2 separate regions of the Sus scrofa genome follow, and region 1 is linked to region 2. Evidence: chromatin contacts called from public HiChIP or PLAC-seq data. All regions are on one chromosome and are shown on one strand. Each heading gives the region's core, a stretch centred on a gene start, on an enhancer-like site or on the middle of the called end of the contact. The rest is flanking DNA. Distances are from core to core; before and after follow the strand shown.

Region 1 (7,038 bases), core at 1,904-4,403, 43 kb after region 2:
TAGGAGTCCAGTCAGAGCTGTAGCCACCAGCCTACGCCAGAGCCACAGCAACGCGGGATCCGAGCCACGTCTGTGACCTACACCACAGCTCACGGCAATGCCGGATCCTTAACCCACTGAGCGAGGCCAGGGATCAAACCTGCAATTTCATGGTTTCTAGTCAGATTCATTAACCACTGCACCACAACGGGAACTCCCAGAAATGATATACTTTTAAACAAAGAATATAATATTAATTTAATCCAGAATACTTGAAGATATTTAGAACATAACTGCATAGAGTTATAACAAGACAGATATGGAAGACAAACAGTCCATCAGAAAGAAGTCTTTGGTATGGTCCGCTTTCCCTTGCATGAATATTATTATTTTTTTTTAAAGTCAAGTGCTTTTATATATAACATTTTATTTCAACATCCCAGTTTCTCTTATAAGATAGACATTATTATTCCTCATTTAAAGATGCAGAAATTAGAGCTCAAAGAGTTTAAAAGAAGCTGCCCAAAGTCACACAGCAAGGAGGTGGCAAAAGCGAGAGTAATCTGAAGTCTGGTTGACTCCAAAATAACTCCCTGGACACTAAACCTTGACCTTCGAGAAGGGAGGCAAATATTACAGATCCATCTCCTTTATCCCTTGAATTGCAAGCCACGCTGCTCTGAAGGTAACTGCATGTGGATTGTGTTAATGTATTTCCTTATTGTGGAGTTTAAGTTATGTTTTATGAGTTATACTTTTGTCATTTGTTTATGGTATCATACTTAATATTTATCTCAGTTGGGTGAGATAGATAATGTCCCCATTTTATAGTCAAGAACCATTAAGCAGTTGAGAGCTGGGCTGAAGTGTGGAATCCTTCCTCAACTGTTTTTCCCATTACATTTTAAATAGCTCCAATCCAAGAAAAAGCCTTGCTTCACTTTTGATCTCATATCCAAAAGTTGAGTAAGGTAAACATAATTTTTTTTTTGCTTAATTAAAAAAAGTGAATCTGCAATACATGACCATGTAATTCTTTGTAAGCATCTTCTCAGATGATGGGCACAGATTAGTAATTGGTTGAGCTATGGTATGCGCTCATTTTTGGTTGCGAGTTTTTTTCCTTCTCCTTATATGCAGTGCCATTTGAGAATTGCCCTGGAAAGGTGCTATTTTCTCTCTTTCTGCAGACTTTTATATCAGTTTCTTAGTGTGCAATGTAGAAGAATATCACTCTCATGACCTTTCAGGTAAATAGGCACAATGAAGCAGCTAAGATGCTGAGGACTGCGTAATGGGGTTTTCACTTACACACATGGTTGTAATTCCTCAAGGTAATGCTGGTGGATGGGATGATTCAGGAGGTAGTCATGAAAGTCTTCCTTGCCTGGCAGGGTTTCCGCACCATAGTTCCGTATCCTTTTTCCTCATGGTTTACTCCAACTGCACTGATATCCTTTTACTATTTCTCTTACTATGACTTTGAGATTGACAGTTACCCCCAAACCATTTTGAATCCAAGTGTGTTCCATGATTAGAGGAGGTGAATGTTGATTGATAAAGAAGTGGACATGAGATAACCAGAAAGGTAATGAACTATGGATTATTCTTTTAAATGTGTGATACAGGTTGAGAATTCCCAGACCTTGGTGCATGTGGGGAGGCGATTTTGGCCTACTCCATGTAAAACTCTCTTCAGAAGGACAAATGGCTCTGTTCACTAGTTGGACAGATTGAGGCAGGGACAAATTAAGAACTTTTAGTGATGGTTCATCCACTGGATTTTATCATAGATTTTTTTTTATCAGTTTAATGGTCTGGGGCAGTTGATTTGACTTTTTCTTGAAATAAATCAACAACAAAAAAAGAACTTCACTCTCTCTTATTTGTTGCCTAAACAATGTTTCCAAAAGTTAATTGACTGTCTCCAGTACAGCTGATTTGATTGTCTCAAGAAATCAGTTAGTTTTGCTAAAAAACAGATATAACTCCTCTACCTCTTGTCTGGTGCTTATACAATGTTTCCAGAAGATCATTATCCTTCAGCATGCTATCAGTATGGAGAAGGCCCATTTTTTTTAAAAAAAGATAATGCTCCCTCTCTTTCGTGAATTTCAGCCTATTTAGACTTGGTTCTTATGCCTCACATTGAATACTTGTTCTAGAGAAATGTGATCCCAGGAATGCTGGTGGTTTGCTGTGTGTTAAAATGGTGCTATGCTTTAGGTTTCTGTTCCAATCTAAGATTTCAGAAGAGTCAGTAACTGCAAATAATCTAAAAGGGGAAGAGTGAAGAATGCTTCTAACTTCCCTTTGAAATGAATAGCTCTGCCAGAGCAGCAGCTATTAGAAAAACAAAAACGACAAAGAAAAGCTGCTCGGCTCAGCACACAGAGGTAAATTTACTTACATCAGACTGAAAAATGAGGGCTGGGCTTTGAAAAGACATCCCTTCTGACTAGAGGAGAGCTTGTAATTTTGGCATGGCTGCAGCCCTCCTAAACCCCTGAGAAATTCTGAAAAACATTACAGAAGACTGTTCTTAATATTAATGGATGTCTTCGCGTGCGTGTGTGTGTGTGTGTGTGTGTGTGTGTGTTTGTGTATCTATGCATTCGGAAAGAAAAATGCCAGCCAGAGAAGAGGGGAAGAATGAGAGAAGAACGGATTATGTAGGTTGAAGATCTACCACTGAAAATGTCTAATTTCTGACGAATCATTGGCATTCGTCATTCTCTACTCTTCAGCCAATAGAGTAGCTCAAGATGAGATTGAGAGGAACCCCCGCCATTCAGACACTCTTAAGTTATTAGCCTTCCAATAATGCGGCCCTCTTAACAAACTCTTCCTAAAATACTTTGTTTGTAGATAACACAGCTCACTGATATAATCTAAGATCATGGTCTTATCTATTATATGACATCAGAGGTGAAAAAAAGACCGTTTTCCCATGGCTAATTGTGGCAAGTGTGGCATCATGTTGTACTCTTAGTGAACAATTTCAGGGCCACCAAGAGCCTACTGCTCTGCCTCTTGGGAGGGGACTTTTCCTTTGCAGCTCAGCTTCAGGAAACACGAACATTTGTGTTTTCGAGACCACATACCATTGGGAAGGAAGTTGGGGTGGAGATGCGTGCTGAGATTAAGTGGCTACGAGAATCCCTGGACTGTGTCTGATCTGGAAACCACTAGGGCTTGTGCAGTCCTCTTTCTGGCATGCCTTTAGAACTTGCCAAGTGCACAACAGGGCCACTAAGGATATTGTTCACCAAATAACATATGGAGAATTCCTGTTGTTGTGCAGCAGAAACAAATCTGACTGGTATCTTTGAGGATATGGGTTCGATCCCTGGCTTCCTCCGTGGGTCGGGGTCCGGCCTTGCCTTGAGCTGTGATGAGGTCACAGACACGGCTTGGATCCCATGTTGCTGTGGCTGTGGTGTAGCCCAGCAGCTGTAGCTCCGATTTGACCCCTAGCCTGGGAATTTCCATATGCCTTCCTGAAAGGCCAAAAAAAAAAAAAAAAAAAAAAAAGTGGACTTTTCAGGCCTGCCTAGGCACACTTCTGCATAGCATGTCTGACTGGCATGGTTGTAACGTGTGTGCGCGCGCGCGCACATCTCAGGAGACACAAAATTGGCTGCCGGAGAGTCCACAATCACATTGCTGTGGGATGCACAACCGTTACCTATCATGGTAAAGGAATTTAATAATTGTGGGAAGCAGTTGTTAAAAAGCAACTTGAAGGTTATTTTCAGAAGGGAGGCACTAACTCCTCCCAGGCCTGAGTCCATCTCTCCACCTCGGGCACTGGCCCATGTCACCTTTAAGGCCACAAGGCCTATTCCAGCTCAACATGTGGACAGCTATGCAGATGACAAACAGAGAGCTAAGGTTCTTTTCAGGATTGATGACGTGGAAAAAGACAGAAAACGTACCCATTTAAAAAGAGTGCCTTAATTTGCTGTGGAGTTTAAAACTGGGAACCTGTTTTCCTAGACATGCAACAGCCCTCTAGCCTTGCTGACGAATTCATGACTGATCTCCCTGGGCAGCTCTGGCCCTCCATGTTGTCTTGACTTTAGGACTGACACCCTCCATGTAATCTTAATTCATTTTTAGTCTAGGCTGACTAAATCTTTCTCATTTGGCAAAGTAGAATGTCAGGATTGCCATTGTTATATTTGCTCTGGATTTATATCTTAGGTTGAGGTTAAGTAACACATTGACATAAATCAGCTCAGCTCTAGATTCTGATATGAAATTGTTTTACTGAGGAAAAGAAAAACTAATTGTGTTGCTTCCTGAGATTTGCTTTCATTTTATATTAAACCTCAAAGGATTTATAAATTTAATGTCTTCTGTGTTAAAATTAACTCTTCTGTGGGTTTTGCTTCTATAAAACAGAATGAAAAAAAATTATTTGTAAGAACTGGTTATAGCTGTTGCTGCAAGGGGATAACTCTCCTAGAGGTAGAATATAAAATGTATTGAGGCTGATGTCATTTAACAAAATGGTAATATGCTTTTAGAGAAGGAGTCATGTTTTCTGATGGGCAGCACAAGGTTGCCGAAATAATATTAAACAGTTTTTTACAGTAATAAAGATATTGCAGAAAGGTGAAGAGGCTTTAGATTTTTTACTTGCAAAGATTTAAGTACTTCTTATTGTGATTCATGTAAATATCTTCAAAATTTTATTTCTTTTCAAATAATAGCAAAGAAAAAATATCATAGCTGTATTGGATGGGTCATCATCGGTTAATTCATGTTCTTTTTAAAAGTACTTTTTGGAGCTCATGTCATGGCTCAGCAGTTAATGAACCTGACCAGTATCCATGAGGTTTCAGGTTCAATCCCTGGCCTTGCTCAGTGCATTAAGGATCTGGCATTGCTGTAAGCTGTGGTGTAGGTGCAGAACCGACTTGGATCTGGTGTTGCTATGGCTGTGGTGTAGACCAGCGGCTGCAGCTCCAATTCAACCCCTAGCCAAGGAACTTCCATATGCCACAGGTGTGACCCTAAACATAAATAAATGAACAAATAAAACTGCTTTTTCATTTATTGACCTCATCCACAGCATGTGGAAGTTCCTGGGCTAGGAATCAAACCCACACCACAGCAGCCACCTGAGCCACAGCAGCGATAAGGCTGGATTCTTAATCTGCTAGGGCAGCAGGGAACTCCGTATTTTAAAACTACTTTTGTTAAAATTTACTTGTATTTATTTCTAAGTCATGATAAAAATATTCAAGGTTTGTGGATATTTTAAAATAAATGTTACCGTAAATATCAAAAAATGTATGGAATAAGAGATTGCTAGCTGTTTGTTTGCTGAAAAAATATAACAAAAATTTGCCACTTTGACTACTGCAAATATTAGCAAAACACTATTGATGATGAGATATAATGTTAAGTCTCTGACTTTAAATTTTAATATTTTTTTCTGGCTGCTGAGCAGAATTTACCTCTTAACAATGCTAGTTTTATGCACTCATAAAACTAGGAAATGCTAAATAATGTTGTGACAAGTTTTTATTTTCAGTTTGAGTGTATTTTCTTCCTTGACTATAATTAGCATTGCTAAAATATCCCTCTGTACCTGGGGAAAGAAATTCTCTATCCTGGGTCCTTGCAAGTGTACCTAAGATAGACCAAGAGTTATGAGGTCACATTCATTTTGCACAGCATAGTTCCCTTGATGGGATGGTTTCATATAGTGTTTTGGTTTGTTTGAAGAAATGATTATTGCCTCCTTAAGTGTTTTCCTTGAGGTCTAATATTCCCTGACTTTATCTTATTTTGTTCCATTTAACAATAGTGTGTCTGTCTGGCCAACCACTCATCCTTCTTCCTCAGTTCACTTGGGAAGATAGGATCCATATTTCCAGTCCCTGAAAGGTGGAAGCATGTGTTTTGTCCAGCTGAGTCTCTTGGTCTGAATTTTTTTTTTCCTGGTCCTAATACATGTTTATTCCTACATGTGACAAATCTGCAGTCGTGTTTTCTTTCTGAGTTATAATGACTCAGATGTCATAATTAATTTGATGAGCAGGTGGGGGTTATTAGCCTTGTGCTTCACTTGCTAATAGCTGCACAGTTTTTCTAAAGTACTCTTTCAACTAAGGAGGCATTTCTTCACATAGAATAAACAGTACAGCACAAAAGCCTCAGTTAGATAACTATCCGTGGGCTTGAAAAGCTGCCAAGCAGATGTTGTTATTGGAGCTGGCCCAGACGAGATTGGGCAAGGCAGATGCTCGAGGGGAGGGGAGGGGGGAGGAGTAGGGGGAGGAGATGTAAGAGAGCAGAGGTTGAGGGGGGCGGAGAGGGAGGTTCTACAGGACTCTGCTTTGCAGGGGTTGGGCCAGATTTTGTTGAGGTGGGCGTTGTCTTCTAATGAGCCACCTCCATGGATGTGGCTTCCTGTTGGTCCCTTGAAATGTACATAAAAGAGGATGGGATGGGGTTGGAGGGAACCCTTTCTAAATATCCACGTGGGAATGAATCCTAATGTTCATCCAGCAGACTGAGACTTCTGGTTTGCATTAGGGCGGCTGTGTGCAATTTTTGAAGGGCCTACGGAGACTCTGCTTCATACCTACCCACATATGTAATGGACATGACGGCCCTGACATTTACCAGAACTCATAGGTTCTGCTTTATTGCTATAAATTAGGTTGTGGAAATTTAAGACAAAATGCTGTTTTGTTTCCTGTCACCTCACCATATAATTTTTTCTGAACCTTCCCCACTCTTTATTAGAATGTTGCAAAGTAACAGCATAATTTTAAAAATGAAAATAAATCTTGGAACATAACAGATTTGTATGAGGTAAACATGTGGAAGGTTTAATCTAAGCTGATCTCGTTTCTGTCCTCTGTCTTTTTTTTTTTTTTTTGGTGATCTAAGGCTTTTTAAAACTCATCTCTCACTCCCCTTCACTAGATTAAATTCTGTAATCTCATTTTTCTTTGAGCTGATCTCAAGCCAATGGTCTGGGGATTTTATAGCCAAGGGATAATTTTTGATAATGGGCTATTAAAACACTTGCAGCTC
Region 2 (6,869 bases), core at 891-3,390:
GAGAAACTCCAGTAGTTAAAGCTGGTATGATCAGTAGCGCTTCCCCGCCCCCTTCCCCTCAGACTCCGGTCAGAGGGTGAGAAAAGGGATGCAGTATATTGTGAAATACAAAGTGATGCTTAGTGGACTTTTTTTTTTTTTTTTAAATCTAGGATAACGCCTAAAAATTTCTGAGAGTAATGAGTATTTGGATTAACCCAGACTGTCACCTAATTTCTTTCCTCTATAAAGACTGTCAACTTTATCCTGGCTTTTCAAAAAGAAGAAATGACCCACACAAAAGAAATTAACATTGTCAGAGCTCTGATTAGAAGATTTGCCTCTAGAGGAACAGGGCGGCCGCTTCCAGCGGTGTGTACCCTACAGGGTTAACTCCGGGGGAGTTCTCTAAATTTCCCCGACTTTACCTGTCTTCCCAGATTCAATGCCCGCCCCCCGCTCCCCGGCCTCCTCAACTCCCCCTCCTTCCCCAGCGCCTTTTTTCTTAGGGCTCTTGGTTTACGGGGGCTGCAGCTGGTAGACTTGGCAGGCTTGCCTCATTAAGAGCGCTCTTTGAAAACGGACTGTGTTTGAGCATTTCCCTAATGAGGACAGGACGGGGTTAAAAAGTGACCATTTCATGGTTGACTTGAACCTGCCTACTTTTCTTGATGTGTCGTTGTGAAATGCTTGATGTGGATAACTCCCACTTGGTGATGGAAAAAGTCACTGGTTCCTTCAGGTCGGCTGTGGGGGTGGGGAGTGAAGGGGAGGAGGCGGTGGGCAGGAACCGGAGAGACTGAGAGAGGAGAAAGTTGAGGGAAAAAAAATCGAGGTAAGGGAAGCGGGGAAAAGAGGAAAGAAGAATCAGAGGAGAGCCTCGAAACAGCCCCAGAACACAGCCGGAGGCGGGGGAGGCCCCGCCCCGGGGCTAGGTTGTCAGGTCCCATTCGCAGCCCCGGGCTAGGTAGACACGGAGCCCCTGGCACTCACTTTTCCTCTACCCATTGTCTGCCCAGCCTTTGCATCCACCTCTTCCCCACCCACCCCGAGCCGAAAACCGGAATGTGGGGGGTGGGGTGTGTATGTGAGTGAGCGAGTGAGTGTGTGTGTGTGTGCGCGCGTATGTATGCGCGCGCGCAGAAAGAGTGCAAGACAAACCGCCGGCCTCCAAACCTCCGAAATCAAGTTCATTCACACGGGGCCCGCCGCTCTGAGCGGGGTGGGGGCAGGGCCCCGCGCGGGAGCAAGGCGGGCACTGCCGCCTCTGCAGGGCTTGTAGCGGCACACGCACCCGGCTCGCGCGCGTGCGCGCGCCCGGCCGCCCCGCAGCCCCGGGTGCGCCGCGGCCCCGCCCTGCCTGCACCCTAGCTGGGCGGGAGCCGCTTTCCGCCGGCGCCCCGGGCCGCGGGGAGGTGGGGATTGGGAGAGAGCCAAAGGGGCTGCAGGAGGAGTGCTGAGCGGGTTGCAGGAGGAGGAGGAGGCGGGAGCTGGAGGCAGCGGTGGCGGCAGTTCGGACCAGTCCTCCCGCTCCGAGCGAGGCCACGTGCACCAGGCACCCCCCCAGGGAGGGCGGCAAACCACGGCGAGGCGCGCTGCTTCTGCGGAGCTGCTCGGGGGCGCGGGCCTGCGCTGGGGAGACCCCCGAGGGCCCCGCCCCCAACCATGCCGGCGCGCCCCAACTACTTGAGCCCAAGTTCACTCAGGCCCCCGCCTCCCCGACCTCCCCCTCCTCCCTTTAGCCAGCGGGCTTGGCATACCGCGCCCGCCCGGGGTGCGAGAGTCGGCGCCCCAGCCCGGGCCCCGGGGCGGCCAGGGTGTGAGGGAATTTTCCATTCGTTCCTTTCTCGGGCCCAGTCCGGCTCAGTGTTTCTTCCACTTGGAGGTTCCCGCGGCTTAAAGAGTGCGCAGCGAGCACCGAAATAGCTCTTCCAGGGCGGGTTTTCGGGGGTGTGTACGTATGGTGGTGGTGGGGTGCGGGACTTATTCGTCCAAAGGGCGAAAGAAAATCTATTAAAAGAGAAAAAAAAAAGTGGTTCTGTTGAACTGGAATGAGACCTTAAACGAGAGAGGGGGGGGGAGGGAGAGAGAGAGAGAGAGAGAGAGAGAGAGAGAGAGAGAGAGAAGCTAGTGGAGGAGGAGGAGGAAGGTGGGGGGCGGGGGGTGTGGAGAGGCTGGTGCAAAAGGAATGCGCGTTTGCAGGAGGAGGAGTAAAGCGATGATTGTGTAATTAAATAATAAAACAATCCTTAAGTCTGATTTGGAGAGAGCTCGAGCGGGGTCCAGAGGGTGGAACCGGTGAATTTTTCAACTTCCAAGTTTTGCAACGAAAGAAAGCGAGAGAGGGAGGGGAAAAAAGAGCCCAGAGCAGAAAAGAGAGGAGTTTGCAGCCGAACGGGAGAGCGGGATTTATCGTTTGGGATTTTTCAGGAGCGCGTTCCGATCCCCCTGGGCTCTGGGCAGCGGCAGCAGCAGCAGCCTCCTCGCTCAGCCGGGTCAGACGCGGGGCGAGGCGGGCGGGCCGGCGGGCGGGCGTGGAGGAGCCTGCGCGGGCGGCTGCAGCCGGGGACCGCGCGCCGCGAGCTTCTTCCGCTCGGGAGACCTGCGCTCGCGCCCCCTCCCTCACCCCGGCCTCTCCAGGCTCCCCCACCCCACCCCGCCCCCACCCAGGCCCTCTCCCGCGCGCGCCCCGCCACCCGCGCGCACTCGCTCACGCTCCCCCTCGCGCACACACATGGTCGGCTCGCGGCAAAGTTTCGCCTGCGATCACCACTCCGGGATCCTGCCGCAGTGCTCCGGGCTGTAACCTTGAACTTTCCCAGCGCGGTGACACATTCTCCTCGCTCTCCCTCCCGCCCTCTCTCCTGCGCCCCCCTCCCCGCCTTTTTTAAAAAAGCATTTCACCACCACCTACTACCCCAATCCAACCCACACCGAACCTTCGTGCACCCCCTAGCCCCCAACAACAACAACAACTGCAAAACAGAAAACAAATCCCCAAACCCGGGCGAAAAGCAGCCAACACCGGCGGCGGCGGCGGCGGCGGCCTCGGCGAGCACGGCCAGCGCGCTCGGACTGCAGGAGGGTTAAAAGTGTAGATTGGATTTCAACCCGGGAAATCTAGCACGCCGAGTGAACTTGAATCTTTGGCTATTTAAGGAGGACTGGGTTTGTTGTGAAGTTGCGGTGATCCAGCGCAGAGCCCGGTCCTGATTGATCGCATCGCGAGGCTCAGATGACTGTAAAATGAATAGATGAAATTCTTGCTTTTTGAAGATTTTCTTGGGCATCTCCGGGAAAGTGCGTTTTAAGGCGAAGTCATGATGTATTCTCCCATCTGTCTCACTCAGGTACATGTCTCGGTCGCTCTCTCGAGCTTTCTCTCTAGCCCGAAATGCCTTTGTTTTGTTTTGTTGCTATCGTCTGCGGACAATTAATGGCTCTAGTTGATCTCCGCACACCCCGGTCCCCCGCAGAAGAAACAGCCGGGAGTTGCGGTGGGGTTTGCAGGGCGGCGTGGGACTCAGCGCACGGTCCCTCGCCCACGGTCACCGCGCGTGCCCATCCCGGCGCCCTGGGCACTGAGAGCAGACGACTGCGAGCTGCCAGGGCGGTTGGGCCGGGTGAGGCCGCCGGGGGTGGGCAGGGCCCAGGCCGGCGAGCGCTCGCCCCCTGCGGCCCCCCGAGTGCCTGCTGCGCCCCTGCCCAGGGTGCCCGATGCCCTTCTCGGTCACTTGCGCGCCGAGACGGACTCTGGCTTTAGAGGAACTTTAGAGGGACACTGAGCTCTCAAAAACAACTGGTGAACTTGGGCGAGGGGACCAGCACTAGTTGTTGTGGGCGCCTCTGGACTCCCGCTGAAGGCAGTGGGCATTCGACGAAGAGAGTCCGAGGTCGTGGTCCTGCGACCCACTCCTTTGCTTAATTTGGGGATCTGAAACTCTGGTGCATCGCGATCCGCATTTTGAGGTTTCTAGGGACCACACCATCAGGGCGATCTTTACGTTGACTCGAGTTGGTTGTGGTGAAAGTTAAGGACTTTTAAGAAATGCTCATTTTGTGCAGACCTGTTCATTTAACGATATTTGGGAGTAGATCGTAAGGTAGAAGTAATGCTGGAAAAATAAGATCCTTTAAAATTTTTTTCACTTTGAAATTTGTCCTTAGATTTTAGGAACTGTGTTATGAAATAAAATACTGGCTTTAGACTTTTATAAGAACACAGTTTATACAATTTTAAACCAGTTGGTCAAACGGAGAAGTGGCGACACCTAATAGTCTTACCTGGGGGCAGCTTCCATCGTTACCCAGCTAACTAACCAACTGATGAACTGACTAAATATCTTAGCCCAGACTTGTTATTTGAAGCAGTATTTTAAACCTCTAAAGGTGGGGGACAGTTGATTTCAGCTTTTAGGGAAATTTGTCACGATTAGTAATTGATAACCATTTCCTTTGACATTGGCTTCAAAACTAAACAGTTAAAGAAGTGCTGCCTAGTCTTAGGTGTGTTACAATTTTTAAAAAATCCAGTATCATGCTGATGCACTTTTATAAAGGACAAATGATTAAGATTTCAATTGTATGACAATTAGAAGCCATTGTGATTCAAAAGGATTGAGGCATTCATAAATTGTGAATGAAGATGAAAACAATGATAAGGCTTATTCAGTGATTGGATACAGTCCTGTAGCTTTTTGGCTGACACATTTTTTATTGTTTATATTTTGTTTGGCATCTGAGTATGATTAACTTAGATATGGCTATTTTCCGTAAGTAAACGTGCACTTTAATTTAACAAAACTGGAAAAATGAGTTGCTGAGCTATTTGTATTTTTAACGCTGTGAATAATGGCCAATAAATATGATGAAAGTGTTTCAGGTATAACGAATTGTCTTCAGTTGCAAAAGTTACCTTTCATATTACCCACCAGCAGATTTTTTTCACCCTCTTTCTGGTAAACCACATCCATTTGATATGATTTTTATGTTATTGAGACGTAGTTCAAATAAAACAAATTGAGATAAGCTTTTCACTTACAAAGTGCTGCACCATTTACTCTCACCTGTAAAGGATTTTTTTTTTAATATTAGTTAACATTTCTAGTATCGGCTTTTCAAAAACATTGTTGGCGATTACATTACATTTTTGGTTTCTTCTAAATAGGGATTGAAAAGTCACTAGCTTTATTTAAATTTGTGTAAGTTAAAAATACTATTGTAGCATAGTGACGTATGGAATATTAGGAGCATATATAGCGTAGTCATTCAGCTACCACATTAATATTCAGGGATACATACTTAATTCATGATGACTAATATTCTCTACTGTTTTAATAATGTAAGTCCAGGTTGACATATTGAAACTGTTTTGGGGATTTAAGGCCTAAACCAGAGAAGAAATTTTAGCTGTAGAATTCTCACTTTAATAACTATGTGACGTTATAGGTAGTGTAAGGTGTTGCAAAAGTAAGGACACATTAACTGTGTTACTTTTATATCAGACTAGTAGTTTAGTTTTGTGTTACAAGAACCTAACAGCTGCAGCAAAGCATTTTTTAGATATGTAAGTAAAAAATAGAGAAATATTCTTAATTGGTTGAAAACTTTACAAATTGTTTCAGTTGTTGCAATAAGATATTTAGGTTTTAGAAAGACTCTCAAAAGGAGCTACAGTTAAAGTTGATATTTATCAAAGCGTTTTTCAAACGTATCAGTACATGGATATAAATCTGTATTTATGCATCAGTATAAATCAGATGTAGAAGAAAATTAAGAACCAGCATATATAATTTCATTTTGCTTTTTCTAAAAATAATGTAAACCCTTAATAACATAACTTTCACTTGGAATGATTGCACTGGATTTTTTTTTTCTTTCATTGTCTTTTAAGTTCTTTAGGTATGTTTTAAAAAATGGTTAATTGTTACACAGCAGTGCTCCAAGAACTTCTACTATTTACTCTTCCACCTCTATATTGGTCTAATTTTCCATCCCTTTCATGGAGACCATTGTTTCTCTGAAGAAAAATAAATATTTCCAGTGGAAATAAGACTGTTTACTTTTATATTTGAAATTTGTAACTAGGTTAGTCAATTTAGTTCAACTAAAGGAAGTTTAAAAAGAGAATCACTGAATGCCAGTGTGTTTTAACAAAAATTCTGAAAGAGCAAGATGGCATATCACCTTCGTATAGAGCCATTAGGTCTTAGATAATTTATATGCTTTGCTTTCTTAAATAATTTTCATTGTTGTTTAAAGTATTATTGTGATAAACCTTTAATCAGAACATTTGAATGCCTTCATCACTTTTTTTGGATAAAGGCAAATTACTGTGTTCCATATTCATGTCATTCAAAATCACTAAAAATATAACTCAGCATTAGAAAACAATCACTCGGCATGTTAATACAGAAATATATGTGACAATGGAAAACCACTACTTATCATTTTTGAGGATGTATCTCCATATGTCAAAAGTAAATGTTTCAGTTGAAAGACATCCACATATCCCTGAAAGATATTTACAAGGCAAAGGTGGACTAAGAAAGTTTGTCTCTTCTATTTATCAATAGGAAGAAAGTATGTTTCAAAACATTACTTGGCAGTATTGGCAACAAACTCAAGGCAACCTTAAAAAACATCATTTTGTGTGCAGTTGCTAAGAAATTCCAAATTCAGTCTTCACACTTGCCTTTTGATTGTTTAAAATAAGTAATTAAAATTTTGAGATTTGTTACCTGATAGATAATTGGAAACTCAAACACGTTTAATCAAAAGTATGTTTGATATCTTTATAAGAAAATAAAATGTTACTGAACATAGTACTTAAGGACGTAAGTACTTAAGAGTTGGGGCATTGCTTAATATCTGTTAAAATGATATTGCAT

The links. HiChIP or PLAC-seq counts read pairs in DNA pulled down with a chosen protein or histone mark.
Region 1: an H3K27ac HiChIP or PLAC-seq map of skeletal muscle shows a contact between it and region 2. The contact joins the enhancer-like site here to the promoter of NFIB in region 2. A contact is called at or near these places in 1 of 5 promoter capture datasets (liver), 5 of 47 Hi-C or Micro-C datasets (embryonic fibroblasts, heart right ventricle, retroperitoneal adipose tissue and 1 more) and 1 of 2 datasets of contacts at active chromatin or transcription factors (skeletal muscle).

What each region holds. Positions count from the first base shown.
Region 1 is chr1:208,222,163-208,229,200 of Sscrofa11.1, forward strand. All of the region lies in intron 2 of NFIB (nuclear factor 1 B-type), which reads left to right. Among named protein-coding and RNA genes, the nearest start is that of NFIB, 43 kb to the left of the region's middle. Within about 2 kb of position 3,154, at least 5 of the 83 cell types and tissues checked have an H3K27ac peak or open chromatin away from gene starts, as enhancers often do. A contact at or near this core is called in skeletal muscle, where this site is marked.
Region 2 is chr1:208,180,257-208,187,125 of Sscrofa11.1, forward strand. It overlaps NFIB (nuclear factor 1 B-type), which reads left to right and starts at 2,141. Exons shown (of 12, transcript XM_021063648.1): 1 at 2,141-3,329. The coding sequence starts at 3,300. LOC100514506 (a long non-coding RNA gene) reads right to left here and starts at 1,273. Exons shown (of 4, transcript XR_002335940.1): 1 at 1-1,273.